Regions from separate parts of the Mus musculus genome. Here all the other regions are linked to region 1. A link is a contact called in public Hi-C and promoter capture Hi-C data. All regions are on one chromosome and are shown on one strand. Each heading gives the region's core, a stretch centred on a gene start, on an enhancer-like site or on the middle of the called end of the contact. The rest is flanking DNA. Distances are from core to core; before and after follow the strand shown.

Evidence for each region. Promoter capture Hi-C pulls out the DNA fragments that hold promoters and counts their contacts. Hi-C and Micro-C count contacts between places; a contact is called where the count stands out from the background.
Region 2: a contact with region 1 is called in a promoter capture Hi-C map of pre-B cells, with 8 times the contacts expected there. The contact joins the promoter of Snhg5 here to the promoter of Cep162 in region 1. A contact is called at or near these places in 7 of 39 promoter capture datasets (the 3T3-L1 cell line, the C10 cell line, cranial neural crest and 4 more), 2 of 484 Hi-C or Micro-C datasets (CD4 T cells and embryonic stem cells), 6 of 115 datasets of contacts at active chromatin or transcription factors (the 230-238 cell line, acute myeloid leukemia, astrocytes and 3 more) and 1 of 9 other capture datasets (adipose tissue).
Region 3: a promoter capture Hi-C map of pre-B cells shows a contact between it and region 1. The contact joins the promoter of Syncrip here to the promoter of Cep162 in region 1. A contact is called at or near these places in 6 of 39 promoter capture datasets (the 3T3-L1 cell line, cranial neural crest, erythroid cells and 3 more), 5 of 115 datasets of contacts at active chromatin or transcription factors (astrocytes, embryonic stem cells, extraembryonic endoderm stem cells and 2 more) and 2 of 9 other capture datasets (adipose tissue and liver).
Region 4: a contact with region 1 is called in a Hi-C map of B cells, with 5 read pairs. The contact joins the enhancer-like site here to the promoter of Cep162 in region 1. A contact is called at or near these places in 6 of 39 promoter capture datasets (the 3T3-L1 cell line, embryonic stem cells, hippocampal neurons and 2 more) and 1 of 484 Hi-C or Micro-C datasets (B cells).

The regions. Positions count from the first base shown.
Region 1 is chr9:87,254,211-87,256,845 of GRCm38.p6, reverse strand. Cep162 (centrosomal protein 162) reads left to right here and starts at 1,314. Exons shown (of 27, transcript NM_199316.2): 1 at 1,314-1,583.
Region 2 is chr9:88,521,608-88,524,242 of GRCm38.p6, reverse strand. It overlaps Snhg5 (small nucleolar RNA host gene 5), which reads left to right and starts at 1,346. Exons shown (of 5, transcript NR_040721.1): 1 at 1,346-1,759; 2 at 1,862-1,936; 3 at 2,268-2,325; 4 at 2,527-2,593. It overlaps LOC115487267 (a small nucleolar RNA gene), which reads left to right and starts at 2,375; the gene lies at 2,375-2,446.
Region 3 is chr9:88,481,092-88,483,726 of GRCm38.p6, reverse strand. It overlaps Syncrip (synaptotagmin binding, cytoplasmic RNA interacting protein), which reads left to right and starts at 1,330. Exons shown (of 11, transcript NM_019666.2): 1 at 1,330-1,671.
Region 4 is chr9:88,403,046-88,405,680 of GRCm38.p6, reverse strand. Snx14 (sorting nexin 14) reads left to right here. Exons shown (of 29, transcript NM_001359958.2): 9 at 366-441; 10 at 938-982; 11 at 1,090-1,170; 12 at 1,263-1,377; 13 at 2,261-2,416. Among named protein-coding and RNA genes, the nearest start is that of Snx14, 35 kb to the left of the region's middle. Within about 2 kb of position 1,315, at least 83 of the 459 cell types and tissues checked have an H3K27ac peak or open chromatin away from gene starts, as enhancers often do. A contact at or near this core is called in B cells, where this site is marked.

The DNA of each region.
Region 1 (2,635 bases), core at 65-2,564:
TTGTCATCTGGCCTGAAGTAAGAATAGGTATCTAGAATGGATAAGAGATCCCTCCCCACCCCAAACCTGGGAAGTCTCCAGAGCCCTAACCAATTGTAGAATCAGTCAAACTTCTAGAGATAGAGCTAACCAATCAAGGCAAAATGGCACAAATTCCTCCCTGGAATTCCCCTAACTGACAAATATAAAAGCTAGGCCTGCAAGCCCACTCACTACATGTGTCCATTCCTGAATGAGGAGACCCCTCCTTGCAGGAAATTCTGCTGAATAAACATTCTTTGCTTTTGCATACTACTTAGTTTAGGGTATCATTCTCCCAAGATCTTGGACCCTAACAAGTTGATGGTAAAAAATAACTATGGTGAGTGAGACTGAAATGAGACCTCAAGTGGAAAAAAATCCCCCAACTTTCTCAGCTTGTGTACATGACTAGCCACCATAGCTCTTCTTGCCGCACTCCTTTAACAGTTGTCTGGGCTACTTGTCTGCTTCACGGAACCCACGTCTATAGGGCATGGAATGTGCTCAATTCAGTATGTACTAAAAGAAAAGCCATAAGCTGAATTAAGTTGACTTGTAAATTGTAAAATTTAAATAATGTACATAATGCTCTCACCAAGCTTAAAATGGTAGCTTAAAACAGGTCTCTATTATTGCATTTTAATCGGATAGTTTCTGGCTTGTACACACTCAGATGTCAATATGCATTGTTGAGTGAAAAGTTCAGGCCAGAAAGGAGGTACAGAACTATGTATACCAGAGGCAAAGACCTTTACTGTTTGAAGATTTTACTTTCATTCCAAAATGTTGTCTTCTGATTTGGTGTGCCTGTGTATACGTATCCAGAGAGCGAAAGAAAGAGGAGAGAGAGAGCGGGTAAAAAAGTAAAATAAAATAAAAACTCAAGCAAACCACTGCAGAAGAGAGCTTTGAAAAGCAGGATACCAGAAAAACCAGAGCTGCTGAACTAGTGCAAGGCTCTCACTGAGAATCTTGGTATTGTGTATTTTCAAATGCTTGTCCACTGGGTGGCGGACATCTCTTCTAACACCGGAATTATTTCTAATGCATTTGTACTTTTCTCATAACACCCACACAAGGCTTATTACTTGAAGGAAATCAACCCTCTTACACCGTTTTTAAAACTTTCAACCTGGACAGTAGCCTTCAAATGAAAAGGGTGGGAAAGGCTGGAAAGAAGAGCAGCTCGCTGCGGAAGGACGAGCACAAAGGGACTAAACTACAACTCCCAGAAAGCCACGCGCTGGCTCTAGATGGTGCGCTTGCGCCTGGGTCTTCCCGGCCGGCTAGCTGAGCTCGGGATTTCCGGGAGTAAGAGAAAGCGGGATGTGCACACTGCTGCCGCGCCCACGTCCCTTACGGCCGCCACATCCTGCAGAGCCGTGAAGGTTCCAATCTTTATTTGAGAGTCACCAGAAGACTGACAGCTTGTCTGGCTGCTCCCTGGGTCACGTGGCAGGCAGGATCACGTGACACCCGGGAGCCCGCCTGTAGGGGTCTGTTGCCCTGACAACAGCCCGCTCGCCGGGACTTTCCGGGAGAGCGCGGGCTCCCAGGAGCAGGTAGGTGAGGCGTTGTGGCTGTCTGCGACCCTGTTGTTGTTTCCAGGTTGTACCTCAGGCAGGGTCTCCGAACTTTGTTTTGCGCATTACTCCGCTCCTCTGTCGGGACTCCAAGTCTTTGCTTCGAGCTAGCCCCCAAATCTGCGCTTCCTGCAGCCTGGACTGAGCTGAGGGCCCTTTCGTGGGGTTTGCCTCTGACTAACCTGTTTGTCCAACTCCTCATCCTGACCCTAAGACCTCTTAGTCGAAAATGCAAATAAAAGCACTAAGTATTCCACTGAAAGATGGTGGGCAAACCTGCTGCCGTCCCTTAGAAAAGAAAACTAGCGTTTGTTCGTGTTGCCCTAAAGAGTTAAATCCAAAGGTTTAGGACAGATCTGAAGATGGCCTCTCCTAGCTGAAGTCCAGCTTTGAGACAACTTGACTAGATCCCATTAAAGGTGCTCGCGGCATTGTTTCTTTTAGCCTGCCTTTGCTTCAAGAGAAACATAAATAGTAGTTAATGTGTGTCATTAACTTCCAAGGGTATTCTGTGCTCGTTGGGGATGTTTTAAGACAGGATTGCACTATATAGCTCAGACTAACCTGAAATTCAGGCTTGTAACTCAGGCTAACCTCCCAACTAAAGAGCTGTCTGTCTCCTAAGTGTAGAAATCTCTGGGATGCACCACTAAATTCTTTATTATATTCTGAGTCTTATAAATTCACTTAGTTTATGTCTGGAAAAAAATCCTGATTATAGAAAGTCTATTTTGCAAAACCCTTAATTTGAAAATACGTGAATCCGGAAGCACAACCTGTATACTGTGCTTTACAAGAAAAAATATTAGTCTTTCCACTCCTGCTCTTTTAATTTTTTTTTTTTTAATATTCTCTGTGAGGACCTGGATTCTGAGAGGTATTAGCAGAGACAAATACATATACAGTGGAAAAGATCCTGGAGCCCACCTCTTAGCGACTGGATGAAATGTAATGATCAACCTTGAGAAGACATACTTCATAAGCTACTTTCCCAAGTCAGTTAGCTTCAATGAATTAGACCTCCAATGGTG
Region 2 (2,635 bases), core at 97-2,596, 1.3 Mb before region 1:
AGCTCCAGATCAGTAAGAGGCCCTATCTCAAAAGGGAATAAATGGTGCTTGCGAGGATAACACCTAAGGCTGCCCTTCAGCCTCTGCATGCATGTGTGTACCTGGGCACATAGATTTAAAAAGAACCAAATTAAGACCACAGGCTTGAAATGTAGCCCAGAGGCACAGTCCTTAACCAGATGCTGTGACAAGCTTTTACCATGTGATTCTATTCCCTACCTTCTTTCTATGGCAAACCTTATGTGATGTTCTTACCCAAACGGCTTTTATTCACTTATTACCATTACTATCACATGTGTGCATGATGTGTGTGAGGGCATGCATGCCACAGTCTATAAGTATGGTGATCAGAGGATAACTGTTAATGTAAACTGACAGCAAATGCACACATAATTAGTAAAAAATGCTACAAAATAAAGACCCGAGCTTCCAAGTGCTAAAATATCCAAATGTGTGTATCCATACATTTAAATTACTTTGAATTATATATTTGACCTTTGAAGTCTTAAGTTTTTTTCTGCAGATAATTTAGAAGGGAGAAACTTAAAAAATAGCAAAGGATAGCTATGTGACCTTAGGCCAACTGGCGGCTTTTGACTTGCTTTCTCCTCTGTGAAACGGAATGTTTAACTTCTCAGCATTCTGACAGTATAACTGTCACTAGTGTCTGTTTCCCGGAGTGGGAGACTTGGGGGGGCGGGGGAATCTGGTGTTGGACCTGGTTGAGCGCCCAAGCAGGCGTTGGATAAGCCTGCACTGGACAGCATGGCTGTCTGCAGACCAGCGGCACCCCCAGAATGCAGGAAGGATAAACGGAGAGCTTTTCGGTTTTCACCCGCGTAATTCTGTCCTCCCAGGTCCCTTCGGCTGCCCCGCTGAATACACAAGCGCAGCGCTGGCCACCGTAGCAACCAAGCTTCTCCACCAGCGGCGCTCAAAGCTGCCTGCGCGGCGAAGTCAAGGCCACTCCCTGCCGCCGACCGTCCGTGTCGACTAGGCTCGAAGCAGGCGGTGACCTCGCCTCCAACTGCGGCAGTTCGTTTGAATTCTGGCGCCACTCCCACGCCACGTCGAGCTGAGCCACCCCGCCAGACTCGGAAGAGACCGGTGGCGGCGAGCCAGCGGGAGCGCGCGCAGCAACGGAGATGCACGCGGCGGCGGGCGGGCGGCGCGCACCACGCCCCGGAATGGCCTGTAAAAAAAAAAAGAGGTCCAAGGCGCGCGCTCCCACGCGTTGCTTCATGAAAAGCCACGCCCCCACGTACTCTCGCGTCCAATCAGTGACAGAGGGAGGGGCAGCCTCGATCTCGCACAAAGGAGACTATAAAAGGAGCTGCGGTGAACCGGGCTCGTTCTTTTACGACGGAGCCTAAGATATTCTTTGTCTTGTCGGTGAGTGAGTTACAGTCGGATGACCAAGTGAAATATAGGGGTGCAACGAGGATTTGGAGGCTTCTGAGACTTGAACTTAGGGTACTGGTGTAAACTTCCTCGGAGAAGTGCGCAGCAGCTAATGATATTTCGGGATTGGAGTCTGGGCCCCAGTGAGATTCGTACTAAGCGGCCTGACTGAAGGCCGCATGCGTTCTAGTTCCTGAGTCCCCGCGTGGGTAGGTTTTTACAGCAGGGTTTGCAGCCTTTTGTGCTGTTCCGAAGGTACTAGAGTCACCGAAAGAGACATCCTATTATATGCACGTTCACAAGGACAATGGCGCCATTGTTCTTCGCGTCTTCAAAGCAGCTACAAGAAGAAACCAAGGTAAAGGCGATGCAGCTTCTATATTTTAAGAATATTGTTATAGTGCAATAGGAAGTGATGTGTGATGCTTAAATTTTGTTTTTTGATTTTTCATTATATTAGATGGAGGGGAGCCCAAAGCATCTGAGAGAATTGATAAATGAAAGAAACATGCTTAAAACATGACCGTTTTAAAGGGTGTGTATTGAAGCCTAGATTTTTTCCCTTGTAAGCATGCAAACATACCGTTGTGAAGTAAGAATCCGGGTTCCTGGAAATGTATTGTGAAGTAGTCCTGGCCAAACTACTCTGGCCTTTGCAATTTGGAGTGACTGTTGTGAATGCATGGTGTACAAATTGATTGTACAAACAGTTGTGAGACATACCGGGTCAGAACAGTGATGAAATACATCCCGAAGATGATGACCTGAAGATAAATGCAGCTTCTGAGAGAAGACCATTGTGTTTAAGTGGTAGTCTTGTTAATGCAGTTCTTACTCATAGCATGTCATGGTACCTCTTTCTGTAGTGAATGCTGACCAGTGAGATGCCAGCCTGCGTGTGAAGATCCTACAGCAGAAGTGCATGTGAGTGGTGCTCTGTTTTGTTTTCTGCTGAGCTTACTGTCGTTGGTCTAGTCTATGATGATCCTATCCCGAACCTGAATTCCTGTTGAAAAACCATAATTACGGATCTGGCTTCTGAGATGGACCATTGCAAAGGACTATTGTGTTCTTCTTTAATGTTGGCAATGACGTAATGCCTGTGTTTTTGTTTTTATATTTTAGGGCCAGTGACACAAGAACTTGCGAGAGATGCCAGTCCGCCTGTGAAGATCCTGCAGCAGGAGTGCATGTGAGTGGTGCTCTGTTTTGTTTTCTGCTGAGCTTACTGTCG
Region 3 (2,635 bases), core at 81-2,580, 1.2 Mb before region 1:
TAGCAGTACTTCAGAAATATTTCCTACTTGATCCACCTGTCAACAGAAAAAAAGCTCAATTTTATGTGTCTAGGCACTTTGAAGAGTGTTTATCTAAGTTTCCTTGGACTACTTACTGGCTTATCATAGCATAAAGCTCATTTGGAAGAACAAGTAGCTTTCTAATTGTAGTTTTTTGTTTTTTTTTTCAAAGAGGATAATGCCATTTTTCATTACAGTCGCTCTGGATAAAATTAGTATCCATATCGCCTGAGATACAAACGCCTTTGTCTTGTCTTTCTTGTCCATAGTAAATGGTTACAAAGGAAATGTCACTTCACATAACATTTAATTGCCAAGATGCTTGAAAAGAAACACATTTCCCTCACAGTAGTCCTAATCACGCAGCTTTGTGCTGCTTCAAGTTGTTCAAAGTGTGCCAGGAGGAGCACTTAACTGCTTAAAAGGCCAGGGACAGAAACGGAATATTGCACAATCCAACACCACCGGGTCGGTTAAGCTTCCAAATCTGGCCTCCCTGTCATCCCCGAGCCGGAGGCACAGGGATTTCCTCGCAAACCCGCGGCGCCCCTCCCTCCGCCCAGGGTATTCGTGGAAGCGGAGGACGGCGCGCGCCGGGCCGCGGGATACCCCATTGTCTAGCAGCGGAAGCCGGGGCTCCCCGGGGTGACTCCCGAACTCCAGCCCCGCCACCGGGTGGCCCCGAGCTCCGCCGTTCCCCGTGCAGCTCCCCTCCCCCGCAGCCCCATTGTCTGCCTCGCCTCGCCCCGCCCCGGGGGACACGTGCGCCTGCAGCTTCTCCAGCGCCCAGGGCGCGGGGCGGCCGCGGCGGCGACAGCCCCAGCCCCGGCAGAGCGGGCAGCCAACGTCGGGCACCCTCGGAGCCCAGGCCGGCGGTGGGGCGGTGGGGGGCGGGGAGGGCGGGGTGGGGATATGCTTGTCTCCTGACAAAGAACGAGTGGGACACGCCGAGCCGGCGGCCCCGCCCGCGGAGCGAGAGGGAGTGTCCGCACAGAGGGCGGGTCTCTCATTCACTCGGCCCCTCGCTGTCGCCGCGGCGGAAGGGCGGGGTCTCTCCCCCCCCCCCGACCGGGAGTTAGGGGCGGGGCGAGAGGCGGGGCTCGCGGGCGCGCGTCCCGCGGCGTCGTCTGCGTCGTCACGTCAGCGCGGGAGAGAGAAAGAGCGACTCGGCAGGGACTGGGGACGGGGCCGAGAGAGAGCTAGCGAGGGAGGGCGTGAAGCCAGAGAGAGCCAGAGAGGAAGAAGGGCGGCCACTCGTGTGTGAGCGGCCGCGGACGGGAGTGGGGAAGCTGGGGGAGGAGGTGCAGGGAAGGAAGGACGAAGGCTGAGAGGACAGGGCGGCTAGCGGCCGGCGGAGGTGGCGAGGGGAGAAGGAGGAGCTGTCGGAGGGCAGGGGCTGAGCTGAGGGAGTGAGGGAGAGAAGCGGACGCGCCAGGGAGGGGAGGGAAGGGGGGTCACGCGGGGGCGCGCGCGCACCGGGAGCGCGCTCGGAGGCGAGTGGAACTGGATCGGGTTTGCTGCCAGCGGCGTGAGCTTCGGCCGCCATTTTACAACAGCTCCACTCGCGCCGGACACAGGGAGCAGCGAGCACGCGTTCCCCGCCAGCCGACCCGGTCGGACAGGATTCCTCGGCCCCAGCCCCGCGGGGAGGTAACGACCGCGGGCCCCCGGGTCCGGGAGGGGAGCTCCGTGACATTGTGGAGGGTGCTTGGGGGAGGGCGGCGCGGGGAGAAACCGGCTTTTCTGGAAAATGGATTCCAAGGGGGAGAGAAGAGCACGTTGGCCGGGGCTGCCGGAGAGTAGGCCGCGGCCGCGCCGCCACTTCCTCCTCTCCCCATGTGCAGCCGCGGCTGGGCTTTGTCTGCGGCGCTCCGGGAGGAGGCGCCTCGACAGCCCGATGGCCCGCGCGGAGCGCGAGCGGCGGACTTGGTGCTGTCGTGGCCGGCGGCGCGGGAGTGGGCGGAGAGGCGCGGGGTGCTGTCCCGCGACCGGCCGGCGGGCTTGGGCGGTGCTCGGCTCCCGCGGGCGTGTGCTTGGCGGCGGAACGCCCTCCCCGCGCGGGCTGTCGGCCTCGGCGCCGCAGCCACTGCACCGAGGGGTGCGGGAGGCTGGGGGTCGCGGGCGCCCGGGAGCGCCCGGGGCGGAGAGCCATGTGTCACGGCGGAGACGGCAGCGCTGGGGGGCGGGGAAAGCCCGTGGCCTGGCGCCGCGGCGGCCTCAGTGTTGAGGGGCGAGATGGTGCGGTTGCACGGTTCAGGGGGCTCGCACCGCGACTGCGGGTTGATGTTGGGAGGCGGTGATGACCGTCTTGGCCCGGTACTCGGTGGGTTTCCGTTGAAGGAAGTTGTAGGACATTTGAAGGCGCAGAGCACGTGTTTCTAATGGGTTCCTGGCGGCCGCAGTGGCGAGGCTGCCGCTCCGGGTGCGGAGTCGGGGGCGGGCTTTGGGGTGTGGGGGTGAAGGGTGGAGGAATTGGGTGGTGGGAAGGTGGCTTGTGTGAGCGCTTTGTTCTTCGCTGGCTGTTGTTACTGATCTATAAGCGGCAGGCGGGAAAAGCGCACTTTCTGGTTTACCTTGGAGAGAGACAAGCCCAGCGTTGCTTGCTTCACACACC
Region 4 (2,635 bases), core at 66-2,565, 1.1 Mb before region 1:
CTACCTACCTACCTACCTACCTACCTACCTACCTACCTACCTATCTACCTATCTACCTACTTATCTACCTACCTACCTACCTACCTACCTACCTACCTACCTACCTACATGGTTTCATAGTACAGCCTGTAGCTGACCTGGAACTTGCTGTGTAGATCAGGCTGGCCTTGAACTAAGATCCAATTTTTTCTGCCTCTCCAGTGCTGGGGTTAAAGGCGTGCGCTACCATGTCCATCCCCATAGTTTCATTTCCGTGGGGTCTTTAGTTAGTTAAGTGCTTGACAATGAGGAACTTGTGCGGGTCACTGATTACAGAATTATTATTATTAATTATTATTATTAATTATTATTACTTCTGTCTCCAGGTCCCTGACATTACTCATAAGAGAGATTCTGTCTGGTTCTGTGCTTCTTCCTTCTTTGGATTTCCTAGCTGATCCAGTAAGATTACATTTTTTCTTTTCTTTTTCTTTCTTTCTTTCTTTTTTATAAAATACTCTTGAATTACTGTTTAGCCATTTTGTGTGTATAGTACATTGTTTTGAAACATGTGCTTATTTGAGTGACCATCATCATCACCTTCCAAAGTGTTGGTCTTAACAAAACGAAAATCCTGTAAATTCTACACCCATAAACAGTAATTCCTTGGCAGAGGAATGTTTTAGTAGTCCTTTCCTTGCCAAGTCTCAGTAGTAATCCATTCTATGTGTGTGTCACATTTTGCTTATTTATTTGTTCTTGGATGGACACTTTCAACAGTTCTGACTGGTTTGATTGTAGTTCTTTAGGAGTCCCTCTGTAACACACAGATACAGATATTTAGCCAGTCACTGTGCTGTTTATTTTTCTAGCAAACTTGATAATGTGAAAGTTCTGAGAATTTTTGGCAGAACATGACAGTGGGTTATTCTGACCTGTGCTTCTTACGTCCCATTAGGATACTGTCAATCATTTGCTTATCATCTTCATAGACGACAGCCCTGTGAGTATTGAGCGTACTGCGTGCGACACTTGGAACTGCTTTGTTTGAACTGTATGTACCAACTCTAGTGCGAATTTTACTGAATTGATAATTCTGTTTCTTCCAAGCCTGAAAAAGCAACTGAACCAGCTTCCCCTTTGGTTCCATTCCTGCAGAAATTTGCAGAACCTAGAAATAAAAAGCCATCCGTGAGTGTTTTCAGCATTAATGTTTTGGAGATAACAGTTTTAAAATACATTCATGTATCTTTCACTTACTCTTCCTCTCATGTTGCGACAAGGTGCTGAAGTTAGAGCTGAAACAAATCAGAGAACAGCAGGACCTTTTGTTCCGCTTTATGAACTTCCTGAAACAAGAAGGGGCCGTGCACGTCCTGCAGTTCTGTCTGACAGTCGGTGAGGCTTCCTCTGCGTGTCACCAGTGACGTCACCATGCTTGCTAGTGCTGTGGCTGTTTAGAGCAGATCTGCTGTCCAGACGACATTTCATGCTAGATATCTCGGGTGACTGAGCTTCTCCAGCTGTCTAGTCCTTTCTAGGTGGGGCATGACCGTAACATTGCCTGCAGTCAGATTCTAGTAGCAGAAAAGAATCTCTAAAAATCCAGTGTGGTGGTGCTGTGTGAAAGATCTCACAGTCCAAATCAGCACCGCTCGGCCAGCATTCTGTTAGGAGTGCCAAGCTGGAATATCACGGCGCGTTGGATCTGTGAGAAACTTTCCGAGCTGGATTGTCATTATTACTTAGTGAGCAATCAGATTTTACAATCTTGACAGATCTTTGGTATGAGAAACTAATCTAATATGTTCTTTATAGAAAATATTACAAATATGCTTACTAGTCTGTTGTAGCAAATTTGTATTGCTAGCCATGTTTATATATTTTATATTAACATAAAAATCTTGTTGAATTTGGGTTTTTGTTTGTTTTTTTTTGTATCTGTTGTTTTTGTTGTTTTTTGTTTGTTTTTTTGTTTTTTTTCAAGACAGAGTTTCTCTGTGTAGTCCCGGCTGTCCTGGAACTCACTCTGTAGACCAGGCTGGCCTCGAACTCAGAAATCCGCCTGCCTCTGCCTCCCGAGTGCTGGGATTAAAGGCTTGCGCCACCCCTACCTGGCTGAATTTGTTTTTAATTTGAGTATTCTACTCTCAAGTCCTTTTCTAAAAGTTTAAAATAATAATTTGATTATATTTTCTGCTTCTAGTTAGAATAAGAGCGTGAAGTTTTCATGAAAGCATTTATATTAACTTTTTTTCTTAATCTCTCTCTAATTTGTTAGAGGAATTTAATGATAGAATTTTGCGTCCAGAGTTATCAAATGATGAAATGCTATCTCTCCATGAAGAATTGCAGAAGATTTATAAGACCTACTGCTTGGATGAAAGCATTGACAAAATTCGCTTTGATCCCTTCATTGTCGAAGAGATTCAAAGAAGTAAGTCAGAGCGGATAGTGCATGGGTGGTCGGCATTGTTCCCGTCTGCTGCGTTTTCTTCGTGTCTCTTATTCTACTTTAAAAAAAGATTAATTTATACAGTTGTTTGTTTGAGGGAGGAGCCTCTCACTATGTGTCCCTGGGTAGCTTGGAGTTCACTTTATAGACCAGGTTGATCTCAAACTCAGAGACTTGTCCATCTCTGCTTCCCCAGTGCTG